Regions from separate parts of the Canis lupus genome. Here region 1 is linked to region 2. The links are chromatin contacts, called in public Hi-C maps. All regions are on one chromosome and are shown on one strand. Each heading gives the region's core, a stretch centred on a gene start, on an enhancer-like site or on the middle of the called end of the contact. The rest is flanking DNA. Distances are from core to core; before and after follow the strand shown. Region 1 has its middle 92 kb from the start of MAN2A1. Region 2 holds the start of MAN2A1 (alpha-mannosidase 2).

Region 1 (6,129 bases), core at 1,834-4,333, 92 kb before region 2:
ACTTGCTATTTATTTCTTTTTTAAAAAATACATTGGGTCATGACATATATACAAGTTAATTTAGGAATTATAAAGAATAAAGCAGAGTGGGACAGTATCTGACTTTAAAGCCAAATGGAAACTTAAGTCCTACTTCAGCCACTACTTTACTGTATTATCTTGTACTTCTATACTTAGGTTTAAATATAGTTTTATTTAATCTCTTAGTTTTAATTTTCTTATTATAAAATAAAGTTAATAATACAGATATTTCCTTATTTTAAAATAAGGATAATAACAGACCTCTGTGACTTGGAAGCAGATTTATATATTACTATTAATATAGGCTAAAATTCTGTAAGAAGGAGACCAAAAATTACAGCAGTTCAAACAAGATAGTTTTTTTCTATCTCTGTTAAAAGTCTACTTGATCCAGAATAACCAGTCAGGACCCCAGGTAATTTTCATTGTGTCACGTTTCCATTAGCAGGGTTCTTGTTGAATATTCATGGCCAAGCTAGTTTATGGACATATCTGCATTCCATTGAGTATAAAAAGGGCAAGAGAGAGGCAATTGAGGATAAGAAATTTTTATTCAAGCGATGTAGAAGTTGGGGCACCTGAGTGACTCAGTCGGTTAAGTGTCTGCCTTCGGCTCTAGTCATGAGCCCAGGGTTCCTGGGATCGAGCCCCACATTTAGGTTCCCAGCTCAGTGGGGGGAAGGGGGGTTTGCTTCTCCCTCAGTGTTCCCTCTCTGTTCTCTCTGTTCTCTCCCAAATAAATAAATAAAATCTTCAAAGAAAAAAGAAGCGATGCAGAAGTCGCACACGTCCTTCTGCCCCCATTCTTTTGAAAAGCACTTAGTTGCATGGCTATCTATCTACCTGAGAAATAGTCTCAAGGGGAAAAACCATGTGCTTGTCTGAAAATCCATTACTACTGAAGGAGAGAATACACCGAGAAACAACTCTCAGTCTGCATAGCAAATGTGTGCTAAATACCTCGTACAGTACCTGCTAACTCACAGGTGCTCAGCACCTATTTTAATTTTAAGAGTAGTACTATACACAAGTACATGCTTTGCCAAATAAGTTAAAAGGTTTACAGAAAGGTCTTCTGAAAGAGCTTTTCAGCAAAACCAGATTTTTAAGCGGAAGAATAAGTTTGGTACAAATATACTTCCCTTGGTTTAATATGAAGGCTCCTGGATTCAGGATGCACATCTTCCACTTTGCTGCAATATCTGAAATTTCTACCATCAGTGTCTGATTTCTCCAAATACACCAGGAGTGAATAGCACATTGTTATTATGAGGTATTACTATCTTAGGATAGATTTATTAATTTTTTATCTCCTGTCCCACTCCTCTTTGTCTTTTCCTGTATTATAAAAATCTAGAAGAATCAACATGGAGAAGCAAAAAGTTCCCAGTCGGGTAAGAGAAAAGGGGAAACTAAGCAAGGGCAAGGTAAGCCAAAAATCTTCATCATAAGCTCAGGGAAGATATTTGTCAGGATAAATAAGGGACATAATTGGTGAGTTTTACTAGGAAAGAGAGCGAGCGTGGTTGTGAGCCAGGGCCCAGCCCTCAGAGGGTATGTCCTCATGAAACTATGCAAGCATTAGGTGCTCCCCAGGGGGAGATGGCATAAAACGGGGTACGAGAGGTGCTGATAATCAAAGCAGTTATTTCACAATTTTTTCCCAGGGCCAACCATACTACAGAGACGTGGTTGCAGCTGCATTTAGCTAGAGACAAATAAGGTATATGAAAACACTCAGGGCTTTTAAAAAGCTCAGTGCAATTTCTGGGCTTTGCAGTTATTTAATGAAGGCAAGCAAGAGGGTTATAAATTCAACAACTTTGTGATTGAGATTAATGTGCTCAGAAGTTAACTCTTGCCTTCACAGTCAAATGAGAAGTGAACATTGGGCATTATATAGTCTCTAATTTAAAGCTGCCTGATTGGTGGCCTAGAACAAAACATGGCTTCTGGAAATTTAACCTTTTCATGGTTGGCACCAGAGCTGGGTAAAATGGTGGCCAATTAGGACATTACCTAGAGTTGCAAACTGTAAAGTCTGATGGAGCATCACTAATAATGTAACAAAATGGGTAAACATAATGTGGCTTTTAACCAGAATTCCGTTTAGAATTTACTAGAAGAAATAATTTGCATTATACAGGGTTGATGTTAAACCAGCCAAAGAGTTTGCTCAGAACTCTTTCCATCTTCATTTAAAGCCTACACTTCAAAAGCTGAGAATAACATAATAGGTGATAGGTGTCGAGTTGTGCTCACATTCCAAAATGAAGTGCTAAGCCAGCATGCAAAGAAGGTTGGCCAATTTTGCATGCTCAGGCCAATTCTGAAAATATAAACCGGTTCGGACTGAAGACATTAGTCAAGGAAGGGTTTTTTGGAGGAAGCTGTTGGAGTATTGGCGGCTATCCTGTCGGTGGCAATGTCGGAGTGGTGGGGTATGCTTATATCTACCTCAAGGAAGAAGAGCTTTAGGAAAACTACTTAAAAATTTTGATTTACATCCCTGAGGTTTGTAGTGAACAGAGAATGGAAGAGTATAAAGCAGAGAGACTGTGGCTGGTTTGCTGCTTTCAAGCAGCAGGAGGTGGGTAGGACTCCCTAGGGTCACTATGGAAACTGCCAGGTAGGCTTGCCACATTCTCAGAGAGCCAACTGGCAATGTGAGAGTGAGCCCGAGTGGATTCAGGTAGACTCTTACTACATGGCAAAAGCAAGGGCACCACGATGTCAGCTCCCCATGTCTCTCTTCCACGGGACACAGGTGGAGATGACACCAAATCAAAGGAATGGTAAGAGAAGTAGCCAGTCTGCTTCCGAGAAGCCAACTCTAAATAACAGCCAAGAAGTTTTATAAACTTTCACAGAAGCTACATCTGTACCAGAAGGAGGAAGGGTGGAAAGCCCTGCACTCAGCAGAAATAAGGAAGGTGGATGAGCAATGGTCTTGTGGCAGCCTCTCACAAGACAGGAAGGCAGATGAGAAACTGCATTGGGCAACTCTTCACAGGCTGCTTATCTCCCCTTGTTCTGGGAGGAATAACAGGGCATGGAGCCAAGTCTTGAATCAGGCTGGTCAAGCCTTGGCTATGGGGCCTACACGAGAACAAGGCTATGAGGGTGCTGAGTAAAGCTATTGCCCAAGTCAGCCTTGATATGTAGATAAAAGAAGGTTACATTAGAAAGTGGCTGCTTTGGGCTGTGCCTTAAACACACAGACTGCAGGATGGATGCAACCCCAGCAGTGGGACTACCGTATCGGAAGGACATTATTTTATTTTATTTTATTTTATTTTATTTTATTTTATTTTATTTTATTTATTATTAGTTTTAAAGATTTTTATTTATTTGTTCTTGAGAGAGACAGAGAGAGAGTCAGAGACACAGGCAGAGGGAGAAGCAGGCTCCATCCTGGGAGCCTGACATGGGACCCGATCCCGGGTCTCCAGGGTCACACCCTGGGCCGAAGGCAGGCACCAAACCGCTGAGCCACCCGGGCTGCCCTTCGGAAGGACATTTTAATTATTGATACTTGCTTTGCCTAGAAGTTCCTGGAGGACTTTTAAGACTTTATCTACAAATGAACGTAAAAACCAGGATTTCATCTATTGGCAAGGAAAGAACTAGCCCACAGGAAGGACTTAAGGGACAGTGAGGAAAAGAATAACACTGTTTTCTCTTTGTGTCATATTGGGCTCTATATTTTTAACATCAAGGCTATATCAGAAGTACGCATGAGTAACAGCAGATGGTGAGAAACGGATTAAAAACCTGGGTGGGTGTCCCTTTGCTTACCGGGTGATACAAGTCTGAGCTGGAATAGAATTGCCTAAAGAAATAGAGTTAGGACTAAGGCTGCCTCCAGCCCCTCCTTTCCTACTCCTTCACACTCAAATAAATATTAAAATAACATTTAAGAAATATAGACCTGAGGGCATGCCAAATTATTAGGCCATTTGTGACAGCACATACATTGGTCCAACCCTGGACCACTTCTTAGTTAGACTAAGAATCAGTCCAGCCTCAGTGGAGGTAACTCTAAGTGGTACAGATTTGCAATAACGAGGTGGAACACTTCCTTTTCCAAGGCTTGCTGCCTTGATGAACATGTCACTTGGGCTTTCAAAAACTCTTTAGGGAATAGTATGGTCTTCCTGGACAGACCACAGTTCCAATACAGAGATAGTTTATGTCTTAGTATTAGGACAGACCCAGCAAGTTTAGCATCTAGAAAGTTTCAGTGTTCTTGAAAATATGAAACAACTTTTGTATATAACTGCAGGTTTCATATGAAGATACGGTTAACATGCTTTTGAAAGATACTTTTTTTAAGCAAAGAGAAGAATTTGTTATAATCAGGCACCGTTCAATGGTTCTTCGCTCTGAAAACCCGGCGTGTGATTCATGACGGAACAGAACTAGAGCATTAGGCCACTAAAAATAGTGCTTGAGATAAATTTTAAGAGCTTGTCCTTGTTCTATTGACCAATCTGAATGCTCTTCTCTTCATTCCATATATAAACATTCAACCATTGTTTTCTAAATGCCGAGACTAATGCACCTCTAATCAAATAGAAGCTACATGGTAGTACTCAGATTTCATAGAATGAAAGAACTAAAAAGAGCCTGGTGTAATTTTTTGGTTCATCCAAGTGAATGCCCCTAAATCAGGAATTTTCCTGTATTTTGGGGACATCCTACACTTAATTGAAGGAATCACAAAGGGCCTTTTTAAAATACCCAAGCTTAGTTTAACTAACTTTAAAGCGATGTACTTTAGCATACACTTAGTGGGATGATTAGGTGTAATAAAATAAAGAAAATAGTGAAGGTATCTTCAGTCCAAAAGGTTGGATCTTAGCATCTGAAACCTATCAGAGTGGAAGGTTGTCTACATATAGTTTTCAGAAATGGAGAGCCAATAGGTTCACTCAGGAACCCATTTCTGCAATGTATTCCACGTGTGTTGGATGAGCAGATAATCCCCATGACAGATATTGTGTCAAGTGTCCCTTGTACTAAATGGAAGAGAATTCATACATTTCGTATGAACACATGAAATAAACAGAATTTTGTTGAGAGTAGAATCAATCAGGGCAATTTCCACATTCTTATAATTGAGGGTGAATGGGGCATGATGGTGATAGTTGGACAGGGGGCAGGTAGAGGGGTTCCCCTCAGCTTGTGCTCACAAAGATAGTTTTCTACAGATCGCATCCATTCAAAACTTACACATTACGACCCAACAGAACTCAAGAGAATCTGTTCCTTTCCTTGTCTCTAAAGTCAAATATTGCCCCGTTTCTCTCAAGCGTGTCCTTGATGTTAACTTAAAACTTACTGTTCCTGGGTGAACACTGTTTCCAGGCTCTAAGTCCCTGGAGGTTGGTTCTGGATCTGCACCCACTTGGAAATAATGACAAAGATAAGCACAAACCTCTCCCCAAATAAAGGCAATTCCTTATGATCATTGCAAGGCATTTGTAACCCGTCTCATCACCTATCAGACTTACAGTCTCGGTACAGTTCCGGCTGTATTTCTCCGGGGATCCTTTGGGTTTCCCTGCTGAATCTTCCTTGGATGTTTACGTTCTGCTCTCTGCACCAAACTCTCACAGAACTGCGTCCTCTCCTTCCACAAGAAATGCAGACCCCCATCATGATTTTTGGAGTTTCTCTGAAGATTTGTGGGACTGCAGGAAAGGATCACTCTGTACACCACACAGCATTTTGGTGCCACCTATCTGGACCTCGGGGGCTGCTTCTGCTTTCTCAGCCTTTCCTCTAGGTGTCATTTGCTGCTTTTTCAAGGCTTGTGTTACCGCCATGTGATGCTCTCTGTCCTGCATGGAGCCCCCAGGTTAGTTGTACAATCCTTCGGACCTGTTTTGGCTTATTCTCAATACCCTTTTCTTTTGTTAGTAGTGCCTAGATTTTTTCCTCCCCATACCCATCACATGCCACCTTGGGCAAACTGTCAATCAAAGTGCCCTGGAGTTCTGGTAGAAGGGCCTTAGGACCTAAGCTGACCAATCAGCTGTTCTATCCCAGCATTTGAATTAGCTGGATTTGATTCATCCTCACAGTTGCACCCCCAAGAAACTG
Region 2 (6,444 bases), core at 2,353-4,852:
TTTGGGTGAGGCTTGGACAAACATTTACAATGTGTATCATAGCAATGGTGCAAGGTCCTTCCTGAAGGAGACTCTCCTTCAATCAAGGAGCTCGGGGTCTGTGAACTGAAAACCGAGTGAAAGGCTGTGATTGTCCACTCTGCTGACTCAAGTTAGGTTTTACCTGCCTGACTTAGAGCTTTTGCTATTATAAATATCAAGCAGTACTTTATTAGGTTGGCTATGTACTTGTTCCTAGGGACCTCTGTGGGCTAGGCCATCAGATTGCCTGTACACACTTGCTGCCCTTTAAGGCAAATATTCCCACGTCACATTTGGTGCCTAAGTACTGCCTGTCCTCTGCTATTCTCAGGTCCCGTCATCTCCAGTGACATCCAGAAGCCCATCCCAGTGGGGGCATCCTCTATAGACATACATGGCCTACACAGGGGAACATCCACAGAGATTTAAAGATGCAGGTCTTCCTCTCACTAATTTATTTCTCAGTTTTTCCAATGAAGGGAATGTCTCTGAGCCTTTGACGGAATGCAGCTGAGGATAGGTAAGCAGGTAGTATATGGCACATCCAGTATAACATTTCCCCAAATCTTTGGATTCCTTGTTCCACATGTCTGGGAAGCTTGGGTACCTCAACATCACAAACCGGGTCCAAGTTTCCATCAATCAACCAGGTGAGCTATTAGAACCACCACTAGCTGCACAAGCTAAAACATACAATTAACACCGTAACAAAAAATTTGGCTCAGTGTAGTTCTACTCCATCCTCCTGTGGCCTAACACCCTTAGAAGCCACTGCCGCTTGTGTTCTCCAGGTTTCTGTCTTCCTATTAACAAAGTATGTAAGTTATTTCTTCTGCCTGTGTATCAGTTTTGGTGTGTAAATAGTTCTTCCTTCATCACAGTCTGCTCCTATCCCCCAGAAGCACGCGGAGGTCTGATCCTTGTTAAAAGTATGGTGGCCGGCAGCCCGGGTGGCTCAGAGGCTGGGCGTCTGCCTTCAGCCCAGGGCGTGATCCTGGGGTCCTGGGATTGAGTTCCACATTGGGCTCCCTGCATGGAGCCTGCTTCTCCCTCTGTCTGTGTCTCTCATGAATAAATAAATAAAATCTTAACAAAAAAAAAAAAAAAAAAAGAGTATGGTGGTAACAGAGGGTGATTGTGCTGGGTTTTGAAGAGAATGTGAATTCCCTCTCAAGGCACTGCCCCCTCCTGGGGGTGGGGTGGGGATTGTAACAAGTTTTCAAGCAGAGGAAGCCCACCTCCTCAGACACTGGAGGGCAGTGTGCTTCCATGGTGGAGAGGCCCAGGATGACTTAATGGTTCATGATCACCAGTTTCATCTGGGTGCAACACATCCTGACTTTTGAAGTCTTATTATTGAATCATCAGTGCCTGAACTTTTTCACGAGAAACCTGGCACATCTGTGAATTCAAGTTGTAATTCAGTGACTGAAAAAAAAAAAAAATCAAAATTTCGTGTTTGGTCTTCAGAAAGACCTCTGTTGTTGTTGTTGTTTTATCTGCAGTACATAGGAGCCTCTTCTAGAATTGTCACAGAAGCTCTCCGGTTCTCATGCCACCACATTGGTCTGTGCTTGTTTCTCTTTGTAGGTACTCAAAGGAACTCGAAAGAATCCATCTCATCTCAAGCCACAGTCCTTAGAGTCGCCTTACAGCCGTTGACAGTCAAATGTGGCTGCCACTCGGCCCCCGCAAGGCACGTGCTTCATTTGGTCCTTGATCACAATCAGCCACAGGCAATTGATTAATTGGCAATGGCCTGTGTGCCACGACGCCCTTTGGCAAGGAGGTCAGCACTGAGCTCAAGCCAAAGGCCCAATGCAAGCAAACTCCTAACCCCATCTTTCCAAGGCTACCTCTTAGACTTACAGGTAAAGCTTAAGAGAAATAAAAAGGCTTAAGCCACATGATTATAGACCCTAACAGGATGAATGGGGGAAGACGGCCCTAGAGAACATACAAACAGGGGTTCTAAGGAGCTGCCCTCGTAAGGAACCCCAGGGCTGGTGGGGGTGTGTGTGGAGCTCCCCAAGAGGAGCCGCCCAACCCCTCCCAGACCCTCCTGGGGAGTCGGCTCCCTGGGGCTCAGCGAAGGGCAGCCCAGCAGCACCTGCGGAGCCCCGCCCTGGGGAACCTCTATGAACCTGGCCTCTGGGAAGCCCGGGGGTGGGGTGGGGGAGCTCCCTCCGCAGGAGCAGCAGCGTTAGCGGTGAGGAGGGAAACCTGGGCCCGGGCTCGCCGCGGTGCACCTGCCCACACCTGCCCGCACCTGCCTGCACGCAGGCCGGCCGCCGAGCAGCAAGCAAGCAGCAGGCGCAGCCGGGCTTCCCGGAGCGGCTCTCCGGCGCCCTCTCCCGGCACAGCTGCGGCGCGGCGGGCGAGGGGAGACTTACTCGAGCGGGCCCAGCTGCATTTGCTCGGCGCAGTCAAGAAGGGCGGGCAGCCCGGGGCGGGGGGGCCGCGGCCGTGGGGAGGTCCGCGGGGGCAGCGCGGGCGGGTCCGACTGCACGCGAGCGCGCGCTCCGGGGGTGCCGCTGAGGCCGCAGCAGGCGCGCCAGGCCCGGGGCGGAGGGAAGGAAGCGGGAGAAGGCCCGCCCCCATCCCCCACCCCCGTCCCCATCCCCCATGCCCCTCCCTCCCCGGGGCCGCCGCCGCCGCCGCCGCCGCACAAAAGCCGTCCGAGGTCTGCTCCCCGCCGGGGCGCTGGGGGCGGGGCCTAGGAGCGGCGCGCCGTGATTGGCCGCCTCAGGCCCCGCCCCCGGCCGACGCGTCGGAGGGGGCGGGGCCAGCCGCCTGCTCGGCTGCGGGGCTGCGGGCGCCCATTGACCCGGCAGCCGCCTCGCCGCGGCTGCTTCCTCCTGCGCGGCGGGCGGAGGGCGGAGGGCGGGAGCCGGGGACGCGGCGCACCTTCCTTCCGCGGCGGCCGCCGCCATCGTCCGCTGCGTGCGGGGCGGGAAGCGGGCGCGGGCCTGCTGGGGTCTCGTGCTCGGCTCGGGGGCGCTGCTTCCGCTCGCTTCGCCGCCCGCCTCCCCCTGCGCCCTTCATTCCCCCCGCGCAGCCCGGTCCCGTTTCTGGAGAGGCAGTGGCGGTGGCCGTGGGGCGGGCGCGGTGCGCGTCCCGCCGAGCCGCGGTTCCCCTCGCCGCCGGCATCAGTCCTCGGCGCACCCCTGCGCACCCCGGTCCGGTTGCCTGGGTCGGGCCGTCACGCGGCGCTAAGTTGCGCTTCCCGGCCGCTTCCCGCTTCCCCGCGTCCCCCTCCGCCCCCGCTCCCGCCGCTCCCGCCGCCGCTGCCCGGAGCCCTCAGCCCGCTCGCCCGGGGACCCGCCCGCCCTCCTGCCCGAAAACTTTTCCTGCCGCCCCGGCGCGGGCGGCGGCGCCAGGAAGTGCGGTCGGCGGCCGCTCCCCGCTCCCGGGCCAAGTTTGCGGGGCCCCCGGGGCTGCAGGCCGGTCCCGCCCAGCCAGGGCCGCCCGGCCGAGCGCGCGGGGAGCCGCACCCGCACCCGCACCGGTACCGGCACCCGCAGCCGCAGCCGCCCGGGGCGCAGGACGGTGCCCGGGCCCCGCGTCCATCGAGGAAACCATGAAGTTGAGCCGCCAGTTCACCGTGTTCGGCAGCGCGATCTTCTGCGTGGTGATCTTCTCGCTCTACCTGATGCTGGACCGGGGTCACCTGGACTACCCCAAGGGCCCGCGCCGCGAGGGCTCCTTCCCCCAGGTGAGCCCCGGGCCCCGCCGCCGGGCGTGGGCTGCCCCGGCCGCCCCGCCGCGCCCCCGCGCCCCCGAGCCCCCGCCGCCCCGCGCCCCGGCCCGGAGAGCTCGACCTGGGGCGCGGAGGGGGGCCCGAGCCGCCGCCTCCCCGCTCCGCTGCGCCCGGACGACGGCGGCCGCCCCCCGGGGGAGCCCCCTCCTCCGCGTCCTCCGCCCTTCTCCCCCTCCCTCCCCCCCTCCTCCCCGTCCTCCTCCCTCCATGGTCTCCTCCCCCTCCTCGTCCTCCTCCCTCCATGGTCTTCTCCTCCTCGTCCTCCTCCCCCACCCCCTCCTCCTCTCTCCCCGTCCTCCCCCGTCCTGCTGCTCCTCCCCCCTCTCCCTCCCTGCCCCCCTCCTCCAGCCCCCTTCCTTCCTCCTCCTCCCCCTCTCCCTCCTCGTCCTCCTCCTCCCCCCCGCTGCAGCCCTCCGTCCTCCTCATCCTCTCCCTCCTCCCTCCTCCTCCTCCCCTCTCCGCCCCCCTCCTCCTCCAGCCCCCCCCCTCCTCCTGCTCCGCCCCCCTCCACCTCCTCCTACCCAGGGGCGGTGGCCCCGGTGCCCGCGCTCGCCCCGGGGCCCGTGGGGTGGCGGCGCGCACCTGCCGGACCCCCCCACCCCGGGGGCGGCCGCGGAAACGGGGTCCCGCACACCCCCGTCGGCTCCGCGGCGCCTCTCTCCACGGTCTGGAGGAGGAAGCAAAAGTTTATTCCCCGCGGCAGAGCCCGGGCTGGGGCCGGGGCCGGGGCCGGGCCGGGGTCGGGGGCTGGGGCCGCTGCCCGGGGCTGCTGTGCGGCCGCCGGGGGCCCGCTGCCGGGGCGCTGCCATACCCCGGCCCGAAGCTGCGGGGCGCTCGGCCTGCGCCCTGGGGCGCGCGCTCCCTGCTCGCGGAACCACCCGCCCGAGGTCTCTCCTGTACACGAAGTTGCTCAAAATAAGCAAGCAGGCACCGGTTCTGTCTGCAAGGATGCGCTGTCAGGGCCTTGACCCATCATGACCTGTGCTCTCCAGAAATCCTCGTAAAACTGGGTGCCCTGTGATCACCCTCTGGGGTGAATGGACCTGCAGGACTCCAAACCGGCTCCATCTCACCACTTGATCCAGACATACTGCACAAGTTGCCTGGGTCTGTCTTTTTTTTTTTTTTTGGTGGCAGTGTAAGCGACCAGAGAGCCTCCTTGCCATTCGCTGTCGTGATGTGCGAGGGCACAAGGCCGCAGTTTAACGCAAACTAAACTCCTAAACTGTGTCAGAGTTCTGAAAGTGAAAAATGACCTCATGGTGGATGCCCGTGGTCCCTCCGGAGCCCTCAAAGTACCTCGCAGGTGGAAAGTATTACAGATGTTGTTGTAAACATGTCTCAACATTGTTAAAAGCTTTTTCTTCTCTATTAGTATGATACAGAAGCTACAGTGAGGTAAGCACCGTGGGATGTTTCTAAGGCTTCACTTTATGGAGTTTGCCCAGTGCTTGTTACTGAGAGGGAATGGAAGTTAAAAATGGGGTAACCGCCCTCGGAAGCCATACCCAAAGGAATGCTAAGCCCTGCTAATTAATAGGTTGTATAATTTGGTGGCTCAACTTGCTCTGATCCTCTGCCCCCCCCATCACATTTTCCGAATTTTCTTCATTACAAGAAAAAAAAGCTGATTTATTTAAGCCGTTAGCTTATTTTAAATAACGTCCTTTGGCTCTGGTGTGATGATCACTTGGAAATGATTTATGCAAACATCTGGGGCTGGGGTTCTCTGGCAACCTTGACATTTTACTGTTACTAAAGACGTGAGTGACTCAGTTACTGGGAAATCGTAGGCAAAGTTAATTCCAATATTTTAATATCCAGCCTTGGTCCTCCTCGAGGGGCTTAAGTTCTGCATAGAGCAGAATGCAGTTGATGGAAAGTGACAGTGGCTGCTGGAAGAGCAGGCTCTGGTCTGTATTCTGGTTTGTGGGCGAGGGGAGAGGATTTGGAAGGTGGAGCTTTTTTATGCTTAATTAAGGTGACCACTGTCAGGTTTTTCAGGGCTGCGTTTTCGGTTCAGGAAGAAAGCACTTTTTTTTGCTGATAAGAGTTTTGGAGAGACACTGAATCCCCAAACAGATGGGACAGAGTAAACCCTCTGTAAGCCTAACTCCTATGCAGGACAGCAACCTATGTGTCGTACAGGACAAACTCTATTCCCACCATCTGGTAGTTGGGGAAACCGAGGCACAGATATATATATATGTGTGTGTGTGTGTGTGTGTGTGTGTATATATATATATATATATATATATATAATTTTTTTTTTTTAACTTGCCCAAAGTCCCACTACTAAGAGCTGAGGGTTGAACAGGTGGCCTTTGGAGTCTAGGCTTTCAGCCATTATGCTATGCTAATAATTCCTTGCCTACTTTTTAGGTCCCAGTTGGCCTGCAGAAAAGATCTGATATAGAAGATAGAGCATGTTGCTCTGTGGTTCCTCAGCATATGACTTTAAAAAAAATTTTTTTTTAAGGAAGTTAAATTATGAAGCTCTAACAAATGTGCTCCTTTTTCTGAAACGTTTAACATTTGAGATTTATACCCCTCCCAGAACGTCTTGTTGCTCTCTTTAGAGCTAAACATTGTAATGAAAACCATTATGCAGCACAGCATCCAGCCTTTTGAGTTGATTTTTATTTTCTCACTACTTCTAAATC

The links. Hi-C and Micro-C count contacts between places; a contact is called where the count stands out from the background.
Region 1: a Hi-C map of blood shows a contact between it and region 2, with 2.1 times the contacts expected there. The contact joins the enhancer-like site here to the promoter of MAN2A1 in region 2. A contact is called at or near these places in 2 of 9 Hi-C or Micro-C datasets (blood and liver).

What each region holds. Positions count from the first base shown.
Region 1 is chr3:2,593,790-2,599,918 of UU_Cfam_GSD_1.0, reverse strand. No RefSeq gene overlaps it. Among named protein-coding and RNA genes, the nearest start is that of MAN2A1, 92 kb to the right of the region's middle. Within about 2 kb of position 3,083, at least 3 of the 20 cell types and tissues checked have an H3K27ac peak or open chromatin away from gene starts, as enhancers often do. A contact at or near this core is called in blood, where this site is marked.
Region 2 is chr3:2,502,461-2,508,904 of UU_Cfam_GSD_1.0, reverse strand. MAN2A1 (alpha-mannosidase 2) reads left to right here and starts at 3,602. Exons shown (of 22, transcript XM_038532169.1): 1 at 3,602-3,736. The coding sequence starts at 3,602. It overlaps LOC119870980 (a long non-coding RNA gene), which reads right to left and starts at 3,942. Exons shown (of 3, transcript XR_005356543.1): 1 at 3,843-3,942.